Regions from separate parts of the Lactuca sativa genome. Here region 2 is linked to region 1. Evidence: chromatin contacts called from public Hi-C data. All regions are on one chromosome and are shown on one strand. The core of a region is the stretch at or near the end of the contact, and the rest is flanking DNA. Distances in the headings are between cores, read along the strand shown. Region 1 holds the start of LOC111889434 (nudix hydrolase 16, mitochondrial). Region 2 holds the start of LOC111889387 (TGACG-sequence-specific DNA-binding protein TGA-2.1).

Region 1 (3,923 bases), core at 630-3,129:
ATAAAAAAATCAAAAAGGGCAAAAATGTAATTTCAAGTTGGTCAGAATCGAAGAACACAACAAAACAATACATTAGGAATGACTTAGGGCCCGTTTGATATTGGTCTGACCGAGTCGACTCAGACCTTTTTGGCTGACTCGGTCAGCCAAAGGTGTTTGATAAACATATATTGCGCGTCTGAGCGGGAAATAAACATCTGATTGGGGAAGAACTTGGATGTCAACTGACTGAGAAAGGGAAAAAAATTCCAATCGTACCCATTGCCCTAATGTATCTTCCAGCGCCTCCTTTCTTCTTCTCTTCCCGCAGTTGTTTTCTTTCTCCCGTGACCAGCAACCCATCCTTCATCTTCCAGCCACCGATCGAAGCTCATTCTTCATCTAATCAGGTACGTTCTGCTGTTAAGTTCTGATTTTATGTCTAAAGTTCCGATTTTATCTTTAAAAGTTTCGATTTTTGCCATTCTTTCTCTAAAATTTTCGATTTTTTGCTCTTGAATGTTTGATGTTCACTTGATTTTGCTGTTAGATTCATACATACCTGAATTTTATACTGGACCTTTGAGTGTTGGCATAAAAGTAAACTACTTTGTTAATCTTTAAGGTAACCTGTTGAAAAGAACTTGTTACTACTCTTATTGACATGTATTCAAAATGTGGGTGCATAGATAGTGCAATGAGAATCTTCAATGAAGCAGATAATAAAGATGTTTATGTTTGGACAACAATGATATCAGGACTTTCAATCCCTGGACTATGCAAAGAAGCTTTGGAATTGTTTGAGAATATGAAGAATCTTGAAATCGATGCCCAAAAGTTATTTGCTCGATCTGGACAACTACAAGAAGCCCAAAAGTTTGTAAAATTCATGCCAATCAAACCAGATTCTGTAATGTTCAGAACTTTGATTTGGGTTTGTAAAGTTCATGAAGACACAGAAAGATTGGAGCATTTGATTGAACAATTTCAAGATTCTTGTTCTTATTGTGGGGCTTATGTGTTGCTTGGTAAACTCACTTTTTATTGGGTTGTTTATTGAAAATGCTTGAAATTATAGCTGTGTGTAGCAGGGTCAATGGTTGGTGTTTGTTATGTGCGTGTGTTTTGGTGGTTGCAGTCATAACAGTTGGCGTGAGTTGTGTCATGGGGACTTATGAAAGTGGATTGAAGATTGGAAGATTGGTATTCAAACGTTAAATTGAATTTAATGATCTCATTACAAAATGCATTGCTATGTACAATGCTTCCCTGGAGTTGTCTTGAATTCAATGGTGATGGATATTGACAATATTGCCCTTTTGGAAATCATGAACAAAGTTGTAATCTAGGGTGAAAAATTATTGATGATTGAAATATGGCTTCAAAAGTGAGGTTTTATGAGGTTCTATTGTTGTTGAATGTTTTTTTTTTCCTGTTGAACTTTTGACTTTTGTTGTTGAGATTGATAAATGTTCAGAATTTGCAATTGATTTGGTTGTTGTTCAGTTCATGTTTGTTGTTCAGTTCATGTTTGTTGTTCATATGATCATTTGCTAATGATGTTGATAAATTTATATGTTTATTGATTTTGCTGGTTATGTTCTCGATGAATTCATCCCTTTGCTTATTATTGTTGAAAGGGTAAAATGGTCATTTTCATCAGTAAGCATATGCAGTCAGATTAACAATCAAACAACATAATTTCTTACTCAATCAGAATTTCTTATCCAGACAAATCTTTCTCAGTCAGCGTTTTTTCAGTCAGCAGAAAAAATAAATTTAAAGACCAAACATGCAACTGACCACAAAAATGATTTTTGTTATTGGCAAAATAATACATTTTCTAATAATACCAAAAAGTGAGATATATCGCTTGAATAAAATCCAAAATCAAAGCATAGGAAATAGAGTGGAGCTACCAAACGCTGCAGATAATCTTCCATGGTTTGCATGGGATGGAATCTTGATATTTTGAGTCACAATTTGTTCTTTGTCAAGATTTTAGATTCATTAACACTCTATATATGTAACCGACCCTGTTGCGTCCCCCCAACTTGACACCTTCCTTCCGATCCAAACACACAAAATCTCCGATCCGTGCGCCTACCCCTTTCCCCACTTTTCTCCTTTCTCCTTTCTCCTTTTTCCCCTTTCTCTCTCATCTCTTCAATCCCTCTTTTTTTCTTTTCTCTCTTTATTCTTCTTTTTGTTTCCAGTAAAATAAGCAATAGAAATCAAAGAATCAAAAGGGATTGATGGCATTGAGAAGGAGGTGAGGTTGGGCGACACGCATTGGGAAGGAATCAGAATCTTTTTGCTGCTGAAAACAGGGTTGGATTCGTCCGGAAAAGGAGCTCTGAAAAACAAGTTTTTTTTTTTTTTTTTTGTGAGTGGTGTTTTGTCTTTGTTCGATTCCCCAAGAAGGGTATAATAGCAGACACAAAGAGAAAGAGAGAGATGATAAAAGGGCATTGTTAGGGATTAAACTGTTTAGGTATATGTATTGATAGTGAAATGTCTGAATTGGTGGCCCGCACTGGTCGTCATCAGCAGCGTTATGAGGCCGGTTGCCGTCTCATCGCCGGGTATACTGTTCTCCCCTTTCTTGTTCCTCTTCGTGTTTTAATTTATAAAATTTCCCATTTGCCTTTGTTTAATATCAAATCCAGAATATTCCCCTAACTATTTCAATCTTTAAGCTTGTTTATAAGAAGCACCTGCATTCTCTTTCCCCAAATTTAGATAGGTTATTCTCGATTTCTGCTTGTTGTTGAGTTATTCATACATCTGTCAGTGTAATCCAGGATTTCTGTTAAATTGCGTAATTCTTCATTCAATGCTTTCTGTTATCTTCTTGAATCTTGCTTTCTGTTCTACTATTCAACTCCAGTAGGGAGTTTAAGACGCTATAGGCAGCTATTGCATATGAAGTATTCACTTCCCCGAGTTTCTCCTTGTTCTGTAAATTAGCTTCTGTGGTAATTGTTAACAAATGAGCAACACAACAACAAGCTTGTAACTATCCATTTTGGCATCTGCAGTTCATTTAGTAAGAGATAAAATGTTGATATATGAGTTTCAATAGTTCTCAAAGTAACTTTCTTTATGATTATGATTAGGTGCATTCCCTTCAGGTTTCGGTACTCTGAAGGCAGTAATGGTAGCAAATCTGAGAAGATTTTGGAGGTACTAATGATCAACTCTACAAGTGGACCTGGTCTTTTGTTCCCAAAGGTACAAATTACAAACAACTCCATTTTAGTTATTGGTCATTTTGTGTTTGATTTTATGTTTTGGAATTGTGTATTATTATTAGGGTGGATGGGAAAACGATGAAACTGTTGAGGAGGCAGCTGCACGTGAAGCATTGGAAGAGGCTGGAGTTCGAGGGGAATTAATGGTCAGTTTAAGAATGCTCACTCATGTTATTTATCAGTTTTTTTAGGCATCTCCTTTGTTTTTATATATTAGTATCACAATAATATATTTGAAAATAATGTTAACTATTGTATCTTTTATGACATTATCAACAGCATTTTCTGGGGCACTACCATTTCAAAAGCAAAACATTACAAGATGAATTTAGCCCTGAAGGCAGGTGTCGAGCAGCAATGTTTGCATTGTTTGTGAAGGAAGAGTTGGATTCATGGCCAGAACAGAGCCGTAGGGTCAGAAGTTGGGTCACAATACCTGAAGCTGTCGAGTGTTGTCGCCATTCATGGATGCGTGAAGCTCTTGAAAACGCCTTCAAAAAATGGACTGCTGATGCTATGATCATATTAATGGAACATCACTAACTCATCGACTTTTATCTTTTCATAAAAAGAAAAAAAACATGTTATCATTTTGCCTTTGGCTTCTTCAACCAGGTTTCTTGTTTTTTAGGCACAACAAACTGTTTCTATCTTTTAACTGTCTTTGGGTGAGATTTTTTTTTTTGAATC
Region 2 (3,901 bases), core at 53-2,552, 270 kb after region 1:
TGGAGAGAGCTCATTTGTTACTTACCCTACGTCACAAACCAGATAAATCCAATAGTTTTATTAATAAGTGCGAGTTTGCTGATGAACTTGGTAATTGGTATAGACTCCATTAGAGATCGAGCAAAGATGTTTGCGATGCTGTTATACAGATTGATGGGGGATGATTTTAGATGAAGAAATTGGAGAGAAAGACAGGAAGAAGGCTTCCGCTGCTGCTGCATTACAACAACGGTATTATCCATCATCATCATCATCAGTAGTTGATTTATTTTTACATCCAAAAACCATCTCACAATAGCATAATAACATTCAAATTTACTTTTATATCCAAAACCTGCAACTCCATGTTCAATTTTCTGGAAAGAAACGAGGTAATTAACAAATGAGCTCTAGAACATCATACTAAAATTCAAATCAGTTACTAAAATACTACACACCAAGACCACCACCATCAAAACAACCCATAAATTTCTCTTAAGCATTTTATCAAACACCTATCGTGCAACTCAAATGGACTCTATTTTTCTGCATTAATCAGAAGATCAGGTCCAGAAAACACTCCCATGTATAGTCAATACAACTTTACACCTGCAATACAAATACAATATAACTGAGAAAGGGGAGAAAACGAAGAGCAGGAAGAGAATCGCAAGAGGGGTGAGGTTGCGTTTCCGAAAAAATTAAGTACTGAAATCGATCTTTTTAGAAACCACATGTACCATTTATGAAGTTTTTGTACTTTTAAAAAACAAAATACGTAAGCATGATTCCGAATAATTAAAGAAAGATATACACGAAAAGAGAGTAAAAAAATAATTAGTGGCTTTGAATAATTGCAAAAGACTTTGAATGGTCTAAACGTCATAAGCCTCACTTTCCACCCTCTTGCTTCCAACTTCCAAAGTGGTCAAGTGTTATATCATATACTCCAGCTCTTTAAAATATAATACAAACACTTTAAAATTTTTGAGTTTATAATATACTTTTCCAAAAAGATATTTTTCATAAAATGCTTGTTTTACACCAATAACAATCGTATTTTTCTTCAAAATTTGTCTGTTTTAGCCTTAATTAGTTGAAAAACCAATGTAAATATTCTAATATAAATTTAATGATTCTAAATCAAAATAAACATTAATAAAGTAAATGTTTTGTTTATTATATGATTACCCCTTTTTATACTACGTGTCTTGATTTTGGTCCCAAGAAGTGTGATATTAAAACATTGAAAGCATCGGTGGGTGTGACGAATGCTAACAAAACAAACATATTTTATTCGAAAAATACGAAAGATGCTGAAAAATTGTTAGTGGGGCTGCTTGATTTTCACACAAATACATATTTCAATAAATAAAAAAAGTCTGCTCGGTTTAAATAGCACATGACCCCGCAAGTCAACAAGATCCATTTTGCTTCCTGAAATCTTCGAATTATGTCTCCGTTTTGAACTAGGGATTGAGGTAATGTTCTTGAGACTTGTTGTGTAATCGATTTGAAGTAAATTTAGTATCTTTTGAGGTTTTAATGGATCAAAATAAGTGTAATTTTTGTGGGTGTTGTTCTTTAATGCTTTAAAGCATAAAGTTTTCATTTTTTCTGTTCTTTATTGAGTGGAATTGGGTTTTTTTGTCATCCCTTTATTTTCTGAATTCTGGGAAAATGTTCTCTGTGGATTGTTTTATCAAGATGATGATTTATGGGTAGCAAAAGCTTCAAGGTTGGTGGAAAAGCTAATACTAGTGTTGGTGCTTCGATGCCTAGCTTTGTTTCTCAGATACCCATCTCCAATTCGAAGTAATCTCTTCTCTATTTGCTTCTAATCTTCGTAAAAATAATAAAGTGTTTGTGTAGTTTTTGATTAATCTTTATAAATCAGACCCAACTATTGAAAGTGAAAAAAAAAGAAAGGTTAAAGTAAGTAGTTTGATAGCGCCTTTTTTCAATCTTTTTTTTTTCACATCAATTATAATCTTGATTGATGATATGTTACTTTTCAAATATATTGTCATGTGATTGAGTAAATGAGTAATTGAGTTGAATATTTTTTATATGTAATCAGTGGTGTAGAGAGTAACGCTGGTCAATCCTCCCGAGTTTCTAATTTCGGGTCGCCTGAACAGTCGCTTGGATTGCGTGGAGGTGATTATAATTTTTAAATTATAATGTTATTTTATTTTTTCGTTTTTTTTTTTCGTGAAGTGAATCTGCAAATGAAACTTTTCCATTGTTTTTCTTGTTCTTAAGTTTACAACTCCACAGCATTGATCGATCAATCTGTCCACTCTGATCTCCAGTTTGCTACATATGATAAGGTGATTTTAGATGTTTTGATCATATGATTTCACTTTTATGTTTAACTTTTGTATTTATTGTTACAACTATATTCTTTAATTAAAAGAGTTAAACGCAAGAAACAACAATGTATGTTTATTGGTTACTTTGTTATAGCATCATCATATGTTATGGAGTTTGATGCTAATTACAATATGTGTTGTGTTTCAGATGTTACAAGGGCAAAATAGTAATCGTGAGGCCTGGTTAGAATCTAATATTATGGGAGATGGAAGCCCACACACAGATACTTCCACTGAAATGGACCCTGATGACAACAATCAAAGCGTAATAAAAACAAATACTTATATTTTATACAAATTGGAATTCAATTATGATTTATGTTTTTTACTTTTTTTATCTTGAATGCAGTTTGATATTGTTCCATCTAATCCGTTTATGGCTTCTGGTTCTAGTGACAAACAAAAAGAAAAATTTCCAGAACAAAAGGTTTTTTTTTTTTTGTATGTTATTCTTTTATTAAATTTTTTTTTCTAACTTTTTGTATTAAATTTATAGACATTAAGGCGATTAGCTCAGAATCGTGAGGCAGCCAGAAAGAGCAGGTTGAGGAAAAAGGTAAAATAATTGGTTTAAATTTTGACAAAAAAAAAAAAAGGTACCATGAATGAAAAGGAGACCTTAAAGTGAAATTAAATATTTTTTTCTTTTTCTTTTTGGGTTTTACTGTGTAGGCATATGTGCAACAATTGGAAAATAGTCGATTGAAGCTAACTCAACTAGAGCAAGAGGTCCAACGAGCTCGAAAGCAGGTATGAGGGCAAATTTGTAAATAATGCTTAAAGAATATTTAATAAAAGTTGAAGGAAAAAAAACAAATGTGAGCAAATTTTGAAAAAAGTTAGGACTTAATGGGAAAGCCTCTTTTGATCAACTGTCTATTAAGTCGTTCTTTTTTCATCAAGTAATTTCGTATTGAGCCCATTAAGCCGGCTTCTATTGACTTATGTGATTTCGATAAATCTTCACCAATTTTTGACTTTTTTTTTCTATTTTTTTATTTTTTACTTTTGTAGGGTGTTGTGATTTCTAATTCAAGTGATCAAACGCAACCAAATGGTGGTAATGTTATGTATAAATCTTTCGGTTTCTTGTATACCTATAACATGCATACAAGAAGTAGCATCTACTTTTCATAACCTAAAAGGGGTTAAATGAAACTCAAATAAAATTCTTATTAAGAAATTATTTCTTATTAGGAGTTCATACTTTGAAAAATCTACCCAATTATAGCAGTGAAAATTGCTTTGCAAATTCAGATAACTTTTTTTTTTCTTGATTGACAGTTACATGATATGATTGTACAGGGTCATTGGCATTTGTAGCAGAATATTCTCGGTGGTTGGAAGAGCAAAGCAAACACATAAGTGAGCTAAGGACAGCTGTCACTTCACATAGAAGTGACAATGAGCTTCGTTCTTTAGTGGAAAATGCCACCTCACATTTCAATGGTATTTTTAGGCTCAAAAGAACTGCAGCAAAAGCCGATGTTTTTCATATCATTTATGGAATGTGGACATCGCCTGCAGAACGTTGTTTTCTATGGATT

What was found. A called contact is a pair of places that touch in the nucleus more often than the background predicts.
Region 2: a contact with region 1 is called in a Hi-C map of leaf, with 7 times the contacts expected there. The contact joins the promoter of LOC111889387 here to the promoter of LOC111889434 in region 1. A contact is called at or near these places in 2 of 4 Hi-C or Micro-C datasets (both in leaf).

The regions. Positions count from the first base shown.
Region 1 is chr5:321,711,806-321,715,728 of Lsat_Salinas_v11, forward strand. LOC111889434 (nudix hydrolase 16, mitochondrial) reads left to right here and starts at 1,880. Exons shown (of 4, transcript XM_023885581.3): 1 at 1,880-2,564; 2 at 3,099-3,213; 3 at 3,296-3,379; 4 at 3,513-3,923. The coding sequence starts at 2,494. The coding sequence ends at 3,776.
Region 2 is chr5:321,980,948-321,984,848 of Lsat_Salinas_v11, forward strand. LOC111889387 (TGACG-sequence-specific DNA-binding protein TGA-2.1) reads left to right here and starts at 1,303. Exons shown (of 12, transcript XM_023885530.3): 1 at 1,303-1,460; 2 at 1,687-1,794; 3 at 2,060-2,139; 4 at 2,245-2,312; 5 at 2,503-2,619; 6 at 2,704-2,781; 7 at 2,851-2,910; 8 at 3,027-3,104; 9 at 3,369-3,411; 10 at 3,660-3,901. The coding sequence starts at 1,697.